Linked DNA regions of Rattus norvegicus: region 2 is linked to region 1. A link is a contact called in public Hi-C data. All regions are on one chromosome and are shown on one strand. Each heading gives the region's core, a stretch centred on a gene start, on an enhancer-like site or on the middle of the called end of the contact. The rest is flanking DNA. Distances are from core to core; before and after follow the strand shown.

Region 1 (7,458 bases), core at 1,464-3,963:
GGTGTTGTCAAGAAGGTGGCTCTATCTAGCATACTCCAAGGTACTTGGCTGTATTTGGGTTCCTGACTTGGACAAGTTATTTGAGCCTGGAGAAAGGTGCAGGTGCAAATGACATCACAGCCAGCTTAAAAGTATCTTTTAAAATTACACTTGTTAGCCTGGTGGTCCTGGCATGCCGTTGACTCCAGCACTGGGGAGGCAGAGGCCAGGAGTTCTGAGTTCAAGGCCAGCCTGGCTTACAGAGGGAAGCTCCAGGATAGCCAAGGCTACACAGGGAGATCTTGTCTTGAAAACCCAAAAAAGGGGCTGGGGATTTAGCTCAGTGGTAGACGCTTACCTAGGAAGCGCAAGGCCCTGGGTTCGGTCCCCAGCTCCAAAAAAAAGAACCAAAAAAAAACAAAAAAAAACAAAAAACCAAAAAAACCAAAACCAACCAACCAAACAAAACCCATTTATTTGGGAGTGTATGCTGTTGTATTTGTGTTCTTTGGTATGCTGGACACAGAATCAGAAGAGGCAAGGGTCTTACCACTGAGCCACACACAGTCCTTTGTGCGATTTTAAATATCCCATCAATTGATCAAGTTGTGTATGCTATGGACTGTAGACTGTAAACCTACTTTTGCATTTTTTTTTTCTTTTTTTTTTCCGGAGCTGGGGACAGAACCCAGGGCCTTGTGCTTGCTAGGCAAGTGCTCTACCACTGAGCTAAATCCCCAACCCCCTACTTTTGCATCTTGATCCAGTTTGGGCCCCCCATCTTTCTTTGTAAAATGTAGTGACACTATGGTGAAACAAAAATATCTTTATTTTGGAAAAGCACTTTTATCACTGACCACAGCAGTGCCTTATCTAAGTATCGGGCACTTCTGGTGGTCTTTGTGCTGATTCGGCAGATAGCTGTAATTGGCCCACCATGCGTTTGCACTAATAAAGTTTTATTGGGACAGCTCTTTACTATGTGGTTCACAAAACCTTCAATATCCCCTTCTCTATGAAAGTTTGACCTCCACTCCAGTGAGATAGATGGTAAGAAAGAGTCTCTGGCCATGACTACCAAGAATGGCATCTGGTAGGAGTAACAGGTGGTTTCCATGTGGTCCGGGGGAGTTTTGGTGGAAGTGTTTGGGGCTGTACAAATCTTCCCAGAGAATGTTCTGTAGAAACAATGGAAGTCCTGGGGCACACAGGCTCGAGAGAAGTGGTCAGTGGAGCCGTGCTTGGTGGAGGATGTGTTCATCCAGATAGCGCTCGCTCTGCAGACGGAACAAGTGCTTGTCTGATTCCCCTTTATTATATGTATTTAAATCTGTTGTGGGAGGGCTCATAACACATGCTATGGTGCATGTGTGGAAGTCAGAACAGCTTGGATGGAGACCGTCCTCTCCCTCTGCCATGGAGTTCCAGGACATCAGGATAGGCTTGGCAGCACGTTTACCGATGGGGCTGTCCTGCCAGCCTGGATTCCACACTTCTCTCTCATCTCGGCAGCAGTTGCTAATAAAGCAGATGTCCCTGAAGTCTGGCTTAGAATATGGCTGGTGAGGGACTGGGGGGCAAAGCTTAGTATTACCATTCTCTAGCATGCATGGAGCCTCATTCCCAGGACCCTGTTCCTTGACTTGAGGCAACTCAACAGGGAATCTGCCTGTCTGTCATCTGTGCTCTTTGCTTCTTTCCAATGCGACTCACCGGTGGCAGGGCTAGGTTCTGGCTGGTTGATGGTTTCCCTCTGAGATGGCTGACTGCCCTGTTCCTGTCCTTCTATCTTTCCTGCTTTCCCCAGAGGTGTCCCTGTGGCCTGTGATAGGCTGAGGAGCATCTTGTCCAACCTGCAATCCAATTACCCATTATACACGAGGTGGCACTGCCGTAGAGATCTACATTTTGGGCCCTGGAACCTGTTCGTCTCCGTTTCTCTCTGGTATTTTCTTTCTCGTTGGTGCTGCTCACTCTTTGGGTCTCTTTCACAGACAAGCCCACCCTTGAAGCCCACCCTTTTGTTTTGAGACAGGGTTTCTCTGTATAGCCCTGGCTGTCCTAGAATTCACTGTATAGACTTGGCTAGCCTCAAATAGTGATCTGTCTGCCTCTGCCTCAGTGCAAGGGATTAAAGGCATGCGCCACTGCTGCCTGGGTTTTTTTTTTTTTTTTTTTTTTTTTGGTTCTTTTTTTTGGAGCTGGGGACCGAACCCAGGGCCTTGCGCTTCCTAGGTAAGCGCTCTACCACTGAGCTAAATCCCCAACCCTTTTTTTCTTTTTTAAAAAGACTGTTTTTAGACCAGGCTGAACACACAGATCCTCCCACTTCTGCCCCCAGAGTGCTGGGATTAAAAACATGGCGCCACAGACTCCACCACCTCTGCCCGACTCAAAAGATCACTTTTTTTAAAAAAAATTGTGTTTGTGCATGTGAGTGCGGTGCCCATAGAGACCAGAAGAGGGCGTAGGATCCCCTGGAAGTGGAACTACAAGGGCTTGGAGTGCCTGGATGTGGGTGCCCTGTGAAAGGGGAGTACTACCTGCTCTCAAGGGCTGATCCACCTCTTCAGGCAAGGGGGAGGTGAGTGGCTCCAGTCACAGTGCGGACGAGCCCACTCCAGCCAGGAGGTGTGGGTGCCTCCGTCCTGCGCATGCGCACTCCGTTCGGGCATAGCATTGTCTTCCCCCACTCTCTTGCCCTGTGTGGTACATGCTGCTTCCGCTTGCGCCGCCCCCTCCCAATTGGTTTCCGCGCGCGCGAAAAAGCCGGGGTCTCGTTCAGAGCTGTCCTGTCGTCTGCAACCTGCAAGATGCCAGCACGAACAGCTCCAGCCCGAGTGCCTGCACTTGCCTCCCCGGCAGGCTCGCTCCCCGACCATGTCCGCAGGCGGTAGGTACCACACAAAGTGGGGGCGAGGGGCGGGACCGATGCGGAGGCATTTATTGGGGTATCTCGGGGTGGCCCTGCGGCCGCTGACAGCCAGGGCGCGCATGCGCGGGGCAGCGTTTGGCGCGGGCTGTGCTTCCGGTCGCGCGCGCCTCTGGCTGTTGGCGCCAAAATGGGTGGGGGCCTGGTTGCTGGCAAGCCCATTGACTGGGAACTTGAGGGAGGAAGGGGATGGTCCCTTCTAGCCTTCTGGAATAGAACAAGCTTGGGGACACCTTCAGGGTTTCCCCTCTTCGGCCAGCCCGGCTCCTGGGTTGCAGGAAGTGCCCCTCTCAGGGCCTGTGGACACCCTGAAGCCCCCACCCCTCTCCAGCCTTCACTTCCGGTGCCCTGCAGATCCCGCCGCGCCCACCCGAGGGTTCCTCCGCTGGGACCCCGAAGGCCCTCGTGCAGAAGGGCTCTGCATTTCTCCGTTCGAGTCCCGCTGTCAAGTCCTAGGAGCTTTTTCTCTCATGGTGCGGTGCTGGGCCTGAGCAGCTTACAGCCCTCGTGGGTTTTTGTTTTGTTTTTATCCCAAAGGAGCTCCTGCGATCCTGGAGCTATCAGAGACTATGCCTGGAGAGAGGTGGTGCAGAGTGGGCCCTCCACTTTGGCAGTAACATAAACTGTCCCGAGATCCCAGAGCAATCGAGGAAACCTTTTAACACTGTCCAAAATGTGTATCAGAGGGAGGGAAAAATGGATGATAGTAAGATGTCTCCGCCCCCGCCCCGTTATTTTAACCCCTGTGAACCAGTTCCTTCGATTCTGCCGCCATCGAGGAAGCTTTTTACATTGTCTAGTGTTTATTCCGAGGAGTGAGATGGCAGATAAAACTCCCATTTCAGAACATATGAATTCCCCCACACTCCCGCCCGAGCAGTCAAGGAAGCTCTTCAACTTTCAATGTTGTGTCACTGGAAATGAGGGATCCTACCACTAGTACCTTCCATACCTCCACGGGGAGGTCTGTGTTCAGGGATTGGCGGGAACACCGGATCCTGCTTCCTGTTCCAGAAGGGCATCGTCCATCCGTTCAATCCTGAAAGCTTGTCCCACGTGTCACTGTGCGCTACTTAGTCATAGGTTCCCTGACTTTTGCTGCACATATTCCAACCCGATAATGAGTTTACTTTTGGTATTTCCATGGGTTAGTTTGGTGGGGTGTTGCCAGGCCGGTTGCCTTTTGAGGTTTAGGGGGATGAAGTGGGAGGAGAGCCTGAATTCCCCCTTGTCAAACACTCCCCACCCCCAGTTTGCCCCCGGGATTGGACCTGAAACTCTGTGAACGGTTTCTACCACTGAGCTATACATCTCCAGCCCTTTCACTTTTTCTTTTCTTGGAGATGGATTCTTGGTGAGTTTTCTCAGACTGGCCTAGAATTCCCCATCTCCCTGCCTGTGACTCCTCAGTGCTGGGGGTTACTGACATGTACCACCATGATGGTTTGGTTATTGAATGCTGGCTTTTTGATTATATAGACACAAACATTCACAGCCTTTGACACACCTCAACAGATTTTTTTACCTTTACAATTTACTACCAAAAAATACATACCTATTAAAGTATTTCGTTCTTTAAAGTTAGACAGTGCTGTAACCTGCCTTTCTGTCTTGTTTTTTTCCTGTTCTTTGGGGTGTGTGTGTGTGTGTGTGTGTGTGTGTGTGTGTGTGTGTGTTGTTTTCATTTCCAGGAAAGGATTCCTGTAGCCCAAGAAGGCTAGCCTTAGGCTGACTGTATAACCCAGGCTAGCCTTGATCTCTTGTATCTACTCAAGTGCTGGGATTACAGGAATATGACCCGGGTTAACTTTTGATTTAGAAAAACTTAGTTGCAAAGTATCTACAGTGTGAGATAGAGAGGTACTGACATTTGGTGGGATAGTCCAGAAGCTGACTTAGGCCTTGTTGCAGCTTCCGTCCACCCTGTTTTGTATTTAAATGGCAGTTTAAATAGAAATGTGCATAGTTCTGCTAGCTGTATAAAATACAGGATTTTTCAACATGTGGATTTTAAGTCTTAGTGTGTATGAGGGGAGGGTATGTGCTACAGCTTGAGTGGAGGTCAGGACCCCTTGCAGGAACTGACCTTTCCACAAGGTCCTGGTTATGGAACTCATGTCATCAGGCTTGGTAGCTTCCCCTCATCGGCTGAATTCTCTTGCCAGCCCCAGACTGACCGTTTCTTTGAAATACAGTAAACCCTGCATCTTTGAGGAATTCAAATCATGCTTTTTAGTGAGATGTGGCGGCCATGGCCTATAACCCCAGCCTTTGGGAGGCAGGAAGGTCGTGAGTTAGAATTCAACTAAGGCCTCATTTCAGACATTCACACCTTGCAGGTGAGGGATTTCTTTTCCTGAACAGGTGGCATCCTCTTCCCTAGGGAGGTTCCTTTGACACGGGTGTCTAACTTCTTTCCATTTTTTACAATTGAAACTTATTTTCAAGGCATGGTCTGGTCTCTATGTAGTTTGTCTGGTCTCGGTCTTGCTATTGTTCCTCTCAAGTGATGCGTGTTACGTGCCTGGCTGACTCATTTTTGTTAAACTTACATATAAATGGTGTGTGATACATATATACGTATATACACATATATACACATATATGTATACACACATGTATGCACTCTGGTATGTGTTAAGGGGAGACTTTTTAACTTTATGTGCATGTGTACCACAGCGTACGTGTGGCAGTTAGACGTTTTCATGGTGTTTGTTACACTTTCACCATGTGGATTTGGGGTCATACTGAGGTAGGTGGTCAAGGATGTGGGACACGTGCCCGTCTCCCCAAGCCATAGTTAACTACATTTATCTGTCTGCGTCTGCATGTGCATATTTAGCAGTGTATTATGGCGGTCAGAATACTTTTCCCGAGTCAGTTCTTGGGCAGTACTGGAGATGGAGCTCAGACCATCAGTCGTGGTAACAAGAAATGGAGCCATTTCATCTGACCCTATAAGTTTTATTTCATTTTGAGACAGGGTCTTACTATGTAGCCTCAGCTAGCCTGGAACTCTGGGGACCAGGCTGCCCTCGAACTCTGATATCCACCTGCCTTTGCCTCTTGGATACTAAGCTGCCACCATGGCCAGTTTAGAAAGCTGCTGCTGCCTTTTTAATTCCATTTGAACTTTTTGGAATTGGTTTCTTGCCTTCCCCCTTATGCTGAGGGAGAGGGAGAGGCAGGTATAGGTGCTGGTGAGTGCCTCTGTGCCCACATCTGTGCCTGATGCCCTAGGAGGCCAGAAGAGGGCATTGGATCCCTGGAGCTGGATTTTCACTTTCAACCTTAATTGCTTTTTTGTTTGAGACCGGTTTTCACTCCTCAGCCCCCTGCTACTCTAGCATTTGATATGTAAACTAGGCTGGCCTGGAGCTAACAACCGTTCCTCCTACCTGAGCCTCTGAGTAGGAGACTAGTAACCTTTTCTTTGAGACCACTTGCTTATAACCTTGTAACTCGCTGATTTATTAGTCTGCCTGGCCAGCAGGCGTGGAAGTCCTTTTCTACGTCTTTGAGATCCAAACTCTGGCCCTTGTGCTTCTGTGACAATCGTTTTACTGACTTCCTCCGACCTTTTTTGTTTTTGTTTTTGTTTTCTTAGGCGGTTGGGTAGCCAGGGCCGGCCTCACATACCCTGTGTAGCTTTAAGATGACATGGACTCCCAATCCTCCTGCCTCCACTTCCAGGTGCTGACATCCATGTGTTCACACTGATTACTGTGGCACTAGCGATGGAGCTGGGAGCCTTAGGTGAACGAGGCAAGCCCTCTAGTTGCTGACTTTCTCTCTTCTGTGCACTTAAGATCACTCCTCAGAAAGATGACACAGCCTGGCTTAACTCAAATAGGAAGTGTGCTGAGCTCTGTGATTTAAACTTTATTTTTGCTGTGCCGAAGTTGAACCCAGGCCTGTGTCCGTTTGCTCTATGTTGGAATGGGTAGGGAACTGGGGGATACCCCTCATTGCAGCTGACCTGGAGCACACTCTTTTTAGGACAGGTGTTTTGTTAAGTTGTACACTGTCTCTTACAGCTCTGTGAATGCCGTCTTAATCTTAGTACCCAGTCCATGTCCAGTTTTTGCTATTTTTGTCTTTCCAGAGCTGAGGACCACACCCAGGGCCTTGCGCTTGCTAGACAAATGCTCTACCACTGAGCTAAATCCCCAACCTAACTTATCTTTGTCTATTTGCGTGTCATGTGCATGCATGTGCCCGTAGAGACCACAGGTGTCAGACCCCACAGAGCTGGAGTTACATGGGGGGAGAGGGGTCTTGTTAGCTGCCCGACCCAGTGCTGAACAAAGTCCTCTGTAAGAGCAATGTGTGCTGATAACCACCAAGCCGTCTCTCTAGGGCTCCCCATCTGTTCTGGGGGGAATAGAACTCAAGGCAGATAGTTTACCACTCAATGTGCTATCTGAAAAATGGGGCTGGGGCTGACTGCTCCTTGGGGTTCTGTAGGCTGTACTCATGTTAGGAGTAGGTTAGCGCTCCATTCTGGTGGTCTCTACTCTGGGCCATCATGGCATTGAGGGGGTGGG
Region 2 (7,458 bases), core at 1,404-3,903, 140 kb before region 1:
GGAGAGCCTGAGCGTAAGGAAGACACAGAGCTTCAGAAGCCACAGGTGGGGCCCACGAGGACAGAGACTAGGCTGCACCAAGGGTAGGTGGGCCAGGCCATAATGAAGGTGTGGCTTGAGCCATGGGGGGTCACTGGGTCAACAGTTCCTGAGTTATGTCTTCTCCTTTAGCTTTCCCAGGGCCTGTCCTAAGACTGAGCAGGGCCAACATCACAAAGCTGGCCATGGTCCATGGGTTCCAAGCCTTGGTCATGCTGGACAGTGATCCTGCCCCTTCTCTTAAAAGCTGGTCTGGGTTGGAGTTGGGGATTTAGCTCAGTGGTAGAGCGCTTGCCTAGGAAGCCCAAGGCCCTGGGTTCGGTCCCCAGCTCCGAAAAAAAGAACCAAAAAAAAAAAAAAAAAAAGCTGGTCTGGCTTCAGTTCCATCACAAAAGAGGGACAGTGGGCCTGTCGTGTGCAGCGCCACTCTGGAGGTGGATGGCTGACTGCACAGGAGCACCACTCTCCACCTGCATGTCCTGTGGAGGTGGTGGGTCAGACCTAAAGATCTCATCCCTCTGTCCTGGTCGGGCAGTCTCGACTTTTCCTTGTCTCGATCTCCTTCTGGGGAGTTTGTGAGTGTCCAATCACGTGGTGGCTTTAGAGACTGTTCCAAGACTGATCATGACAAATGTCCCCAGCACTCTGTGTTGCAAAGATAGGACTCCCACTCCAAGTGTCACAGCTCCGAGGCAAAAGTCACCTTGGCTGGCCAAGGAACAGCACAGAATCACACCGTACAACAAACCCCACACAAGAGATTTATTGGAAAATTACAGGAGGGTGGCTGCCTCTGCTCAGGAGAGAAGCAGCAAAGAGCTGAACAGGAGACAGGTTTATAGAAGGCTTCCTGGGAAAGGGGCTTTCGAGGATGTTCTGGGAATCGGTGGGATTTTGTGGCCTCATCTTAGGGCAAGCTCAGCGATTGGTGGGATTCTATGGCCTAATCTTGGACTTTATTTTTTCTCTGTGGGCCAGGGCTTGGTTGACTGGGAAGAAGGTCTGGCTATTCAAATACCAGGGGTTAGGCCCCACCATTTGAGTAGCCAGGGGGCAGGGCCTGGCTACTTGCACCTCGAGAGTTTTACAGTACATCTTGCAGAGCCAGGTCCAGAGCAATGAGCTCTGAAGGCCCAGGATGAGGGCACCAGGCATGGGGTAACTCATTACTTGTCAACCTAAACTACCATGGCACCTATCACTGCCAGGAAACTGGTCCAAGGCAAGGCACAAGAACACCTTGCTACAGTGAGTGACATTCACGGTAAAAGAGGAACCTGCAAGGTCTATAGGGGCAAGTTTAGCAGGAGCCCAGGGCACATATATGCACTTGGGTCTCTCTGTGCCCATCAAGGCCGGGATGGCCAGAATCATCACAGGGCTGTTCATGTCCCTAGGGATGTTGACAACTGCAGTGGCTTCAGTATACATTCTCAGAACGCAGAAAAAGAGTGGCAGCTAGCACCTGTGTCCTCGGGGCATTGTGTTATAATGATACAGTTCAGGGAGAGTTGTCCTGAGATTGGGGAAGATCAAGGTCCAGATTGAGTTGGGGATTGGGCCATATCAAGTTCCAGATCAATAAAACCTTCGAATTCCACCAGGCGTGATAGCTTACACCTTTATTACCAGCACTCTGGAGGCAGAGGCAGGTGGATCTCTGTGAGTTCAAGGCCAGCCTGGTCTACAGAGTAAATTCCAGGACAGACACAGAGAAACCCTGTCTCGGAAAACAAATGTGTGTGTGTGTGTGTGTGTGTGTGTGTGTGTGTGTGTGTGTGTGTAAAAATGAGCTAGCACTTGCCCATATATTTCTGAAAGTAGCTTTCTGTTGCTAGAGAGATCCATATCTGTCACTATAAACTGCTGATCTTCTTTCCTGATTGTGTCTTTTGCCAGTTCCTTCTCCAGCTCCTGTTTAACCTTTTGCTTCCTGGGCAGTCTATAGTACCCCACCAAGTCTACGGGGAATGAAACTCTGGGGTTGCCATGTTTAGTAGTAGGCCCCTAGTTTGTGTTTTGAAACCGTGTCTTACTATGTAGACTAGACTGCCTAGGCCTTCAGAGCACTGGAAATAACACCAGGTGTTTTTGGTTTGTTTGTTCGGATTTTTGTTTTTCCTTTCTGAATCAGGTTTATCTCAAAGTGAAGTAGGGCATGACTTTGAACTTCTGATCCTGCAGCTTCCATTTCTCAAGTGCTGGAATTGCATGTGTACACCAGCACAGCTAATTTTGTCTGTCGTTTTATTTTTCCTTTTGAGACAGGATCCCTATGAATTTGGCTTACGTAGCTGAAGACGACGTCATAAGATCTGCCTTCACCTCTCAAGGGCTTAGATTAAAGGTGTGTGCGCCTGACAGCTCTTTAGGCGGTGTTAGGAATAGAACGCCTATTCTCATTCCTACCTTGCAAGGCGGTTCCTTGCTGCAACTCCGCCCTTTTACTCAATGGCTCAGAGTCAGAGGAAGGGGGCAACGCTCGCGGCGCTGGGTCCAGCCAATAGGCTGAAGGGGGCCGGGAGAGAGGCGGGGCCTCTACCAACCAATCACTAAGCGCGCCCTCCTTGCCGCTCTATGTCGCTCCGCCCTGAGCTCGCTGGTCCCAGAAGGCGCCGGGTTTCCCAAGATGGCGGCCGACGTGTCCGTTACTCACCGGCCGCCGCTCAGCCCGGAGGCGGAGGCCGAAGCGGAAACTCCCGAGACCGTCGATCGCCGGACACCCGAACAAGAGTTGCCGCCGCTCGATCCGGAAGAGATCCGGAAACGCCTGGAACACACTGAGCGCCAGTTCCGTAACCGCCGCAAGATACTGATCCGAGGCCTCCCGGGGGACGTGACCAACCAGGTATGGGGGGTGGGGGTGAGAGCGTGGCGGGAAATGCCACGGTGCGCGTGCGCGGGGGGGAACAGGGCGGTACCAACGCTCTTGTGCGTGGGGGCTCTCCCCAGTGTCGTATCCTCTCCCAGGGTCATGAGACATTAAGAACGAAGTGGAAAGGGCATGGTCAAGAGGAGGAAAAAAACCCACTTTGAAGTGCGGGCCGACGTTGCTAGGGGCGACCATCCGGCTTGGGAGAGGCCAAATGGTTGAGGGGTGCAGGTAGTTGGAAGAGGCAGGCAGCTGTGGCGCCCCGTGGAAATATGTGTGGGGGGATGTGAATGGATTGATTGAAATAGATTCCAAGCTACCCATGCATATTCAGAAGGTGCTTTCCCTCCTCCGCCTTAGGGAGCTCAAATTTGGAAGTTTCAGAATTAAGAGCATGGCCTTTCTTACCAAACATACATCCACACCTTTTAGAGGTAGACCCGGAAGTTGGAGATGCACCCCTCAAATGCCTACTAAAATTGATTTTGGAAAATGGAGTCTCCTTTGACGTGTGGTTATGTATTCTATGGCACTTCCCTATGGCTAATCTTGTTTCCCGGGAGTGCCCTTCTATTGGGAACCTACATAGAGCAGGGTGTGCAATGCTCTTTGGACCCAAGAAAGTGGTATCCATGTTGCCCTGCCCGATGGTGGTGGGATAGGCCCTTTCTGATTGCTGCTAAGAATCTCTTCTCTCTGGCTCACCCTAGTACCCACTACTATGTAGGCACATGGCTAATGAAGCCCCAGAGGTGTTGGGAGTATGATAAGGGAACGGACCTGGAGTAGACACCTGTATGCACCATCTCCTGCATATCTGGAATTGCCTGCCCAGTCTCCTTCAGATCATACACAGGTCATTTGGTGCAAGGAAGCCAGGCAACTTGCCCTGGAAACCAGCATTCAAAACAGCAGCCCTGTCAACTTGAGGGAGTTTGGGTGGCTGGTGCACCCACATAGTGTAGGATCAATTAAATGAGTGGAGCCCCTGATCAGGCATCCCTGGGTAGCATGCCCTGTGTTGTCCTGACAGTTTCTGTGGTTCACTTCTTACAGCCTCGGTTTGTTTCCTTTTGGAGAAAATGGCTTAGTAATTAGCTGTGAACATGTTTCAACCTCGCATGGGGGAAATCAGACAAGTTAGGCAACCTCCTTGAAGGTATGCAGTTTGAGATGTCGGTGTTCCTATCATGTAATCTACAGTCTCGACACAGGATAGGTTGTAGAAGGGGAGAAGATAGCTGTTACAGAAAAATGGAGCCATTCATTTATGTACCTGTATGGAGGGTCCACCTGTGGGCAGGCTTGTCCAGTCACTCCCTGGCCTCTGATTGTGTCTCTGCAGGAAGTACATGACCTCCTGAGCGACTACGAACTCAAGTACTGTTTCGTGGACAAATACAAAGGGACAGGTTTGTGGGCTGTGGGAGGACAGGGCAGTTATGACAAAGGGACAGGTTTGTGGGCTGTGGGAGGACAGGGCAGTTATGACAAAGGGACAGGTTTGTGGGCTGTGGGAGGACAGGGCAGTTATGACAAAGGGACAGGTTTGTGGGCTGTGGGAGGACAGGGCAGTTATGACAAAGGGACAGGTTTGTGGGCTGTGGGTGGACAGGGCAGTTATGACAATCCCCAATGGTGGCAGGGCCTGGCTCAGCCTCTGTTCTAATTGTGGATCCCGTATTGTCTTAGAGGAAACAGATTCTTTCCTGTCTGTCCATTTATTTTATTTTTTATTTTTATTTTTTTGAGGCAGAGACTCACGTGAAGCTCAGGCTGGCCTTGAATTGCTAGAGATCCCCCTTCCCGCCTTTGCTTCTTGAGTGCTGGGATTAAAGGTGCACACCACCCTTGTCGGTTTATTTCTTCTCTATTTTGTGTGTGTGCATGTAAGCATAGGCAATAAGTGTGGAAGTTAGATTAGAGGACAACGTTCTAAAGTCAGCTTTCCCCTTGTTGAGGCAGGCCCTCTCGTGTTTCTGTCTTACTGTATATTCTAGGCAGTTCTCCCTCTTAGACTATGAGGACTGTGATGACAGCTGAGACAAGGCTGGGGTTGGAACTCAGGTTGTTAGGTATGGTAGAAGATTCCTTTTTCCTTTCTTTGAGACATGGATTGTCACTGTAGCCCAGATTGTCCATGGTATAGCCCAGCTCTTCTAACGCGTGCCAGTCCTTTAGCTGGCATCACTCCTTTCTCTTGTTCTATCTTTATTTGATGTGTATGGGTGTTTTGCCTGAGCACTATTTGCATGTCTGGTGCCCATGGAGGCGCACAGAGGGAACCAGATTTCATGGAACCAGAGTTAAAGAGGTTATAAGCTGCCATGTGGGTGCTGGGAACCAAACCCCATCCTTGCAAAAGCAGCAAGTACTCTTAAGTGCTGAGCTATCGCTCCAGTCCCATTTTTGGTTTTGGACTTTAGGTTTTATTTAAATCAGGTCTCATATAACCCAGACTAGAGTTAAATTTATTGTATAGGTGAGGATGGCCTTTAACATCAAGATATCCTCCTGCTTCCACTTCCAAAGTAGGCTTACAAGACATGTGTCACTGTGCTCAGCTTCCCTACTGTTCTTACCTGTCCCTTTCTAACCCAGGCCCACTGGGCACCCTATTCTGTGGTTATAGGCCGAGGCTGGCACATCTGCCCCTGTATGGCATGGCCAGCCCAATGCCCTTGGGGTAACATTTGGCATCATTGGCTTCCTTCGTGGAGCCATCAGTGAATGTATTTTGGTATGGTGACAGATGTTTAGACCATCTAGAACCTTCTGACAATTAATGTAGAGAGGAGTGTGCCCCTTTAAAGACCTCCCTGGCAGGTTAGGCAGTCATTACAATCCTGACCATTGGAGGCAGAAGGACCACAGGTTGAGGTTGCGGTCTGTGCTTACTCTGTGTGACTGTATAGGAGTGACAATCTTGGATGAAGACTGAGTGTGCCTAACATAGACTGCCTAGAGCACAGCTGCCGAAGGCTGGGAGATGTCTCAGCACTTATCCCAGCAGCTACATGAATGCTGGGCGGACCTGGTAACTCACTTGTAATAGAAGTGTGGGGGAGGGGAAGACAGTCTCCTGAACAAGCTGGGTAGGTAGATTAGCCAAATTAGCAAGCCCTGGTGTTAAATAAGAGACTACCCCTCCTGTACCTGTATGCATACTCACATGTAAACATACATGTATACCTGGTTACCATACTCATACACATGTAAGAAAAAGATAAGAGTCAGGTATCAAAGGCAGACTGAGTACCCAGTGTAGTCATCCCTCTATAGGGCTTGGAGCATACCAAAATCCAAGGATGTTTAAGTCCCTTTTAGACAATAACATGGCAGGGTGCGGTGGCACACAACTTTAATCTCAGCACTTGGGAGGCAGAGACAGCTGGAACTCTGAATCCGAGGCCAGCCTGGTCTCTAAGTCTAGTCCAGGTCAGCCAGAGCTCCACAGAGAAACCCTGTCTGAAAAAACCAAAACCAGCCAAACAAAAACAAAACAAAGCAGGAGGAGGAGAAGTAGAAGACGAAGAAAGATAGGAAGCAAATATCACCCTGGGGCAAGTGAGATAACGGTTCAGTTGGTGAAGCTGTTTTGAAAGTTGTGCTCTGGGGTTGGGGATTTAGCTCAGCGGTAGAGCGCTTGCCTAGGAAGCGCAAGGCCCTGGGTTCGGTCCCCAGCTCCGAGGAAAAAAAAAAAAAAAAGAAAGTTGTGCTCTGACCTTGGAGGTAGAGCATCAGATGAGTGATCCTTGGCTACATAAGGCATTCGAGGACAGTCTGCCTACATGAGACCTTCAAAAAAGGAAGATGGGGGCACTGTGGGGTACAGAACCAGGTCTAAAACAGGAACTGGCTTAGATTGGGTAGGGTAGTCAGGTAAACGGACAGAGCTCAGGCAGGCCATGCCCGGCAGGGGCCAGAAAGCAGTACTGAGTGTTGTGAGGGGAGCTGGGCCACCTGAGGAAGCTCTGAACATGGTTTCCTGGGGCTGTAAGCTGGAATGAGTGACGAGGCTAGAGGGACAGAACGTGGCTCTGGAGACGAGCTACCTGAGTGTTTTGTTGTATTTTTTTAGTGTTTTTGTGTGCACATACATGCATGATGTGCCGTGCATGAATGTAAGTCTGAGGACAACATGAAGGAGTCATTTCTCACATCCCACCATGTCTCTGGAGATTGAACTTAGGTTTTCTCACTTGATTTTGTGACAGGTTGTGTGTGTGTGTGTGTGTGTGTGTGTGTGTGTGTGTGTGTTACTAGAGATTGCATTTAGGGCTTCATGCATGCTAAGAAAGTATTTCTACTGCTGAAATACATCCTTAGTCCTGATTTTTTTTTTTTTTTTTTTAGTTTTGTGGTGCTAAAGATGAACACTTTTTTTTTTGGAGCTGGGGACCAGACCCAGGGCCTTGTGCTTGCTAGGCAAGGGCTCTACCACTGAGCTAAATCCCCAACCCCAAGACGAACACTTTTAACTCCATCCTTGGGCCTCGGTTTGTGTTTTTTTTTTTTTTTTTTCGGAGCTGGGGACCGAACCCAGG

The links. A called contact is a pair of places that touch in the nucleus more often than the background predicts.
Region 2: a contact with region 1 is called in a Hi-C map of liver, with 3 times the contacts expected there. The contact joins the promoter of Raver1 here to the promoter of Dnmt1 in region 1. A contact is called at or near these places in 2 of 12 Hi-C or Micro-C datasets (both in liver).

The regions. Positions count from the first base shown.
Region 1 is chr8:27,758,096-27,765,553 of GRCr8, reverse strand. Dnmt1 (DNA methyltransferase 1) reads left to right here and starts at 2,713. Exons shown (of 38, transcript NM_053354.3): 1 at 2,713-2,872. The coding sequence starts at 2,793.
Region 2 is chr8:27,900,526-27,907,983 of GRCr8, reverse strand. It overlaps Raver1 (ribonucleoprotein, PTB-binding 1), which reads left to right and starts at 2,653. Exons shown (of 13, transcript NM_001013939.1): 1 at 2,653-2,887; 2 at 4,257-4,323. The coding sequence starts at 2,669.